2 separate regions of the Mus musculus genome follow, and region 2 is linked to region 1. Evidence: chromatin contacts called from public HiChIP or PLAC-seq data. All regions are on one chromosome and are shown on one strand. The core of a region is the stretch at or near the end of the contact, and the rest is flanking DNA. Distances in the headings are between cores, read along the strand shown.

Region 1 (3,077 bases), core at 303-2,802:
TCTGCCCATTTTCCTTTTCCAGGGTGACTCTGGTGGCCCTTTGATCTGCAAAGGCATCTTCCATGCCCTAGTCTCTCAGGGCTATAAATGTGGCATCGCCAAAAAGCCTGGAATCTATACGCTATTAACTAAGAAATACCAGACCTGGATCAAAAGCAAGCTTGCCCCATCACGTGCACATTGAGATTGCACATTGAGATTTTCCTGGATCTGCCAGTCACTTGCTTCTTTTTCCAGGATGCGCTTGCAGACCTGGCGTCCTCTTCAGAGGCAGCTGGCTATAGGGAGGGCATGGAACAGCTGGGATGGATTTCTGTTTCTCAGAAATTCATTTAGTTAGGGAGCCATGCTCTTTTTTCACGTGTATTAATGATTTGTTTTTACTGTGTTCGTTCATCCTAAATAAAATGTGGACGTCTGTGTTTGTCTGCATGGATGTCAAGAAACATCTCCCTTGCCTCCATCCATACTCCTCAAGGGGCAATGAGGTATCCACACAAGGCAATAATGGTACCTCATCCAACCTTGTTTGTGTTAGGATTTCTGCCAAGTCATCTCAAGTTATTAGGGTGTTTTAAGTTATGGTAAGAGTTTTCAAGGTGCTTTTAATGTGTTAAGTGCTTTAAAAAAGACTTAGTTATCCAATAAAGTATCATCAACTATAGGTACTCATATACAATGGATCTTCAGGATTTATTCATCTTGGAAATTGAAATTTTATACTCCCATGAACTTGTGTGATTTTTTTAGATGTTAATAAAAGAGAATAAAGTAAGATAATAAAGATAAAAATTTTAATATACTCTGCCATATTTCCCATACTTCTACCGACTGTATTACTGTCTAAAACCATAAGATTATTTGTAATATAGATTGTATTGACCTTTTGCCCCCAAATTGTGTTTGAATAGACATAAATTGAGTCTGAAAGTCAGACGTAAAGGTAAATCAGCTAGCCAGGCACGATGACGCATGCCTAGAATCCCAGCACAGGCGGGCTTCAGCAAAAGTAGCTAGAGATTGAGGCCAGCTTGGACCCTCAAATAAAGATCATGTCTAAAAAATAAAATAATAGAAAATCAGTTGCTTCTGATAAATTAGAAAATCTAGAAGAAACTAAATAATATGTAACCTTCATAACATCTTATAATAAGACAGTTAGCCTCTGAGCCTACAAAACTCCCGTCTCGCCATGGTACTCAGATTGCAGTCAGACCATCAGTCTCTGCAGACCCGACTCTCCCAGGAGTTTATTGTTCACATCCAGACACAACTTCTTTTCAGGAATTCTTGTTCAGTCATCCAACTTGAAGTATGTCTTTCAATCAATCAGTCCAAGCTGACTACAACAGTTCACATGTGAGGTGGGGAGGGCAGTGCGATCAATCTGTCCCACGGCAAAGGATCCAGGTGTCTCCCAAAGTGCAGAATTTCCCAGAATGCTAAGATGCACTTCAGAAGACTTGTCAGCATGGTGTGTGCTGAGCACCAAGAACATCCTGAGTGAGCTCCCAGAGTCTTGAAATCTTCAGCCCTCAGTTTAAGCTTTAACAGTTTAACTTCCTGTTGAAAAAAACAAAAAAACAACAAAACCAACCAAACCCATTCAACTGCCAATTTCTTTGAGTCTTTTTGCTGAGTCATTTGTTACTTATTTGTGACTAAAGCTGTAGGCTTTGTTTTGTTTCATTTTGATTTCCTTTCTCCCTCAGAACCCTGGATTGTCTGGTACACAGGAAATGGAAGCTAATTCATTTTTTAAAAAGAATTTTTAATTTCAATTATGGGAGAGGGTGTGAGTTCCGGTGCCAAGTGTCAGGGCCTCCTAGAGCCACCGTTTACAGGTGGTTATGTGACACCCAACATGGTTTCTGGGAATAGAACTCAGGTGGTCTGCCTTCCCTCCTGCCCCCAGAGAATAGGAGAAACAGCTCACAAATATTCATATTGATACTAACATTAGTGTCTCACCCAAACAAAGGAAGTGGTCCATTTTAAGAAGGAAGGGGACTCATGTGTAATGAGTAGGGGACCGATTATGACCCCTATGGGGTAGGGATGGTTAGCAGATCTATGCGGGTCTCTTATGGCTGCCCAATTTCATCCTGCCTATGGGTTTTGATTTGGGGGAATTTTTTGTTGTATTGTGTTGTAGTGTGTTGTAGTGTGTGTGTGTGTGTGTGTGTGTGTGTGTGTGTGTGTGTGTGTGTGTGTGTGTGTGTGAATTTCCCATCATGCACCTAAATTCCACTCATCCCCCTGTCTCTCCATACCTGCTCTCTGCTCTTGCAACCTCCCCTCAAAGGAAAACAAGACAAACAAAAAACATCTTGCGTGGAAGCTTTGGTGTGTCACACACAGCTTTACTTGCAAATGTTCATTGCAATGAGTGATTTGTCTGGTTTAAGGCCTCTGGCTTCTGTAATGCTATCAATACTGAATCCTCTTCCCTGGTACTCCTCTTGGCTATCCTGTTGCAGCTTTGGCTTTGTAGAAGCAGCCCCTTCGTGCACTCCAGGAGTTCACAGATGGGATAGATGTTGGGGTAGGCCAACTCAATGCCCTGAATCTGGGCCTGGGTGGTGGCCTAGTTGGTCAGCCTGACAGCTGACAGTTGGTCGGTACCAGCACCACCAGGGCCAGCTCTTCCTCTCTGCTCAGGTGAGGGCAAGGTCCAGCTCTGGACAAGCCTCGGACATCAACACTGCCACCATGAAATAGCCCAGACCAGGGATGTTCACATGGCCTTTGGTGGTAACATGGACCACGGACATGGACACAAACCCCTGCTGCCTCAGGGCCACAGACCCAGGCAGGGTCCCTCCAGTAATAGCATGGGTCAGGACATCACCATGGCCTCTCCTATCTCTCCATCAGATACTTGTGCATCATAGTGGCACCTTGTGGCAGTGGGTATGACTCTGGATGTCTTCTGCCTGCCTCCACCTGCCTATGGTTTTATAACAGTAGTGGAATCCCAGATGTCTTTCTTCTCTGCAAAAGAGCACCAGTTAGTAAGGAGTTCTGGCTCTCAGGTCTGAGACCCTGTTTGCCTGGTAACAATCAGTTATAACTGT
Region 2 (3,077 bases), core at 358-2,857, 39 kb before region 1:
TCTAGAATTTATGTCTGAGCCTTTCGCTGGTTTTGCAGGCTAAAAGATCACTAATTTATGAACTGTTTTCTAAAATGAGAATTGGTGAGCTTATCTTAATACTAGAAGAATGTCATCCAGGAAGGGTTGCACTTGTATTGAATCTGAGTTATTTAGAAATTTCTCAGAACTTGGCTTTCCGATTTCGGCAGCTTCTTTGTATTACACAACTGGATACAGGAATGAGCACGCTGTTTTTTTTTTTTTTTTTTTTTTAACCATGATAGCATATTGTGATAAGATTATATAGCATCTATGTATGCAGACTTTTAAATAACCTTTTCTTTTATTTTTATTCATTTAAAAATATTAATTTAGTCACTAGGTTTGAAAATAAATTCCACAGACAAATCAAGGCATCATTTAGCTCTGGTTTCTGTCTTAATTATAATTTCACTTCTTTTCTTTAAATCTATAAAAGAGTCACCTTTTTTAAAAAAAACAGACTTTTAGGTTACTATTATTTCTGCTTGTCTTACAACATCTGCTACTTTCTGCCTAACAGAAACATTTTAAAAGTTAAGCTAGGCTTATTTTATACTTCAGGGGACCCTCTTGCAAGAGCATGAGTTATTTTGTTGCCTGACTTAAGCCCACCTTATGCCATAAAGCACATTAGTGCTCATCAGAAATACTTGAGCCTGAGTAAGGCACTCCTCCCGGTGAACTCTTTCAAGATCAAAGGCTGGTGAAATCTGGGGAGCTAGAAACAGCTTTAAGAGGTTATCTCAGGAGGACCTCTGGAATCATTGGCTTCCAGGGGAACAGACACCTTAAGCATTTGTAACAGGCTACCTGTCAGATTTCTAAAGCCTCTCAGAAAAAGAAGACACACAAGCTACCAACTGCAACTTCCCTTCTCAAATCTGAATGCATGCAGTGAACGGGATGCTGCAGCCCTTGTGACTTCTGCACGCTGCTTTCCAAACCTCCCGGCAGATATCCTTTTTCTCTCTATCAAGCACACCACCTGCATCCAAGCATCCTCCCTGGTTGTTCAGAGGAAGGAACACGCACCTCCTCAGGCTGACTAAATACCCTCCGGGAGCCCTGCACGGTGGGAAGCAAAGAGTCGCTCTTTACCTTTGCAGATACCAAACTCGTCACCAAAATCATCCTCCTCGCTGTAAAAGTGACACTTCAGCCCCGGACCACACTTGACCCCGTCCATGCCTGAGACTGTACGGTAGCAGGTTTCTCCAGGTCCCGCGGCGCACACCTGGCAGCAGCCACAGTCATCCAGCACTGTCCTCTTGCAACGCAGGCTGCTTCTGCACTCAGTTTTGTCACAATGTTCCGGGCAATCCACCGCATATTTGGCGCTCCAGGCCATGCCCAGGTGCAGAGGTACCAGGAGTGTGGTCAGCAGCAAGAGGCTCTTCATGTCTCGCAGCTGGCTCCTGCTCAGCTCCCTGCCGTCGTGGTCTTTGCTGGAGGGAAGCAGCCGTCCAAAGTAGTAGCTGAGCTTCAGCCTACACGGTTATGAGTTTTATACACTGTGTTGCCCGCATGCTTCCCCGTCATCAATTTCCTCAACCCAGCAGCAGCGCTGTGCTCTTGCCAGCCTCTCTTGTTTTAGTTTATGAAATCCAGGATGAAGGCTGGATTAACACGCTGCTGCCATCCAGGAATTGAAAAGCCCAAGCTGATGTCATCTGTTATGTTTAGATGGTTGTTTTGCATGAGGGCTGAAAAACTCTGCTCACATCCGTCTCAAAGACTCAAGGACATCTGAGAAGGGGGAATAACGAAGGTTGCATAGCATAGCCCCCTACTGCACAGGAATTGCTCTGACACCAACATAACACTTAGGATGTAGCTTTGTCTCAGAGTCCCTTAGCACGGAGGAGACTGACATAGACATAAATCAAGCCAGAAGCATCTATCAAGTAAATGATGATGATAATAATAGTAATAATAATAATAATAATAATAATAATAATAATAATAATAATTTGGCATTTTCCTCAATAAATAGCTATGAGATCATTTGGAAGAAGAAATAGTTATATATTGTGTTTTTTCAAGACTTAGAAGAAGGAAAATATTTGGATAGAAGCCTTTTAAAGACTTCTTCCTTCCTCACAAGTTCCTCCTCTGTTGTTATCTCTAAAGTATTTATGCTATCCATGTTCAAGTCTGTCCTTGCTGTTGCTGTGTTTAGTCAGATATGCTACAGCTTAGCATTTTTTTTTAATCAATAGAGAGAGAGAGAGAGAGAGAGAGAGAGAGAGAGAGAGAGAGAAGGTTGTCCCGGCATTGTTACTGAATTACTCAGTTCTGGAAAAACTTGTCAGTTGGACTGCTCCTGACCCAAACCCCCTGGCGAGAAGGCTCATCCATCACCAAGTCTGTGTGTCCAATGACTGCATCCACCCGGTCCTTCCTCTCACCTCCTGGCATCTATCGGAGCTCTTGCTTCAAACTTCCCAAACAAGGCAGTAAGCCCAAAGAAACAAGTGAGCCAGCAGGGAAATCGGAACACAGCTCCAGAAAGGCAAGTCATGGGGAAGGAAAAACATTACCCACCAGGAAACAAGGTCTTCATGCTATGGAGGGACACAGTGTGGCCCCACCAAGGAAAACAATAGTCCTCTCAAAGTATTGGCTGGCCCAGGACCTTGTGTAGCCAGGCTTGTGCAACAAGGGGATGCTAGATGTCAGAGCAGACAGAAAAGTCCTCACACTAATGCTGTGTTCCATTTTTAGCTCCCAACCCAATTTGTCAACAAAAAGATAAAGTCACTACCGACTGGTAAAGAAATGACCCAGCGAAGCGGGTAACTCCTGTCTGTCACAAACTGACTGTGGTGCATCCACAGAACTCCTCGTCTTCTGTTGAGAGCTCATGGCTTTAGAGTGTTTGACCTCTGAAAGCCTTGAGGCCTCTAAAGGCTGACGCATCCAAGCTACTGGATGTGACATGGTCTTTAGGCTTTGCCAGGGTACATTTTGGGGAAGTGGGAAACGAAGGCAAGACATTAGCTCCCAATTTCATGACACTCTAACCTGAAATATTCTGTACTCCTCTCTCCAGG

The links. HiChIP or PLAC-seq counts read pairs in DNA pulled down with a chosen protein or histone mark.
Region 2: a contact with region 1 is called in a BATF HiChIP or PLAC-seq map of CD8 T cells, with 24 read pairs. The contact joins the promoter of Esm1 here to the enhancer-like site in region 1. A contact is called at or near these places in 5 of 39 promoter capture datasets (cranial neural crest, hippocampal neurons, liver and 2 more), 2 of 15 datasets of contacts at CTCF or cohesin (CD8 T cells and the NIH/3T3 cell line), 5 of 484 Hi-C or Micro-C datasets (CD4 T cells, Th1 cells, Th2 cells and 2 more), 6 of 115 datasets of contacts at active chromatin or transcription factors (CD8 T cells, the SCID.adh cell line, effector CD8 T cells and 3 more) and 2 of 9 other capture datasets (adipose tissue and liver).

What each region holds. Positions count from the first base shown.
Region 1 is chr13:113,168,981-113,172,057 of GRCm38.p6, reverse strand. It overlaps Gzmk (granzyme K), which reads left to right. Exons shown (of 5, transcript NM_008196.2): 5 at 23-428. The coding sequence ends at 184. Among named protein-coding and RNA genes, the nearest start is that of Gzmk, 10 kb to the left of the region's middle. Within about 2 kb of position 1,552, at least 40 of the 459 cell types and tissues checked have an H3K27ac peak or open chromatin away from gene starts, as enhancers often do. A contact at or near this core is called in CD8 T cells, the SCID.adh cell line, Th1 cells and 4 more, where this site is marked.
Region 2 is chr13:113,208,189-113,211,265 of GRCm38.p6, reverse strand. Esm1 (endothelial cell-specific molecule 1) reads right to left here and starts at 1,607. Exons shown (of 3, transcript NM_023612.3): 1 at 1,123-1,607. The coding sequence starts at 1,423. The region is part of intron 2 of Gm41069 (a long non-coding RNA gene); the gene reads left to right.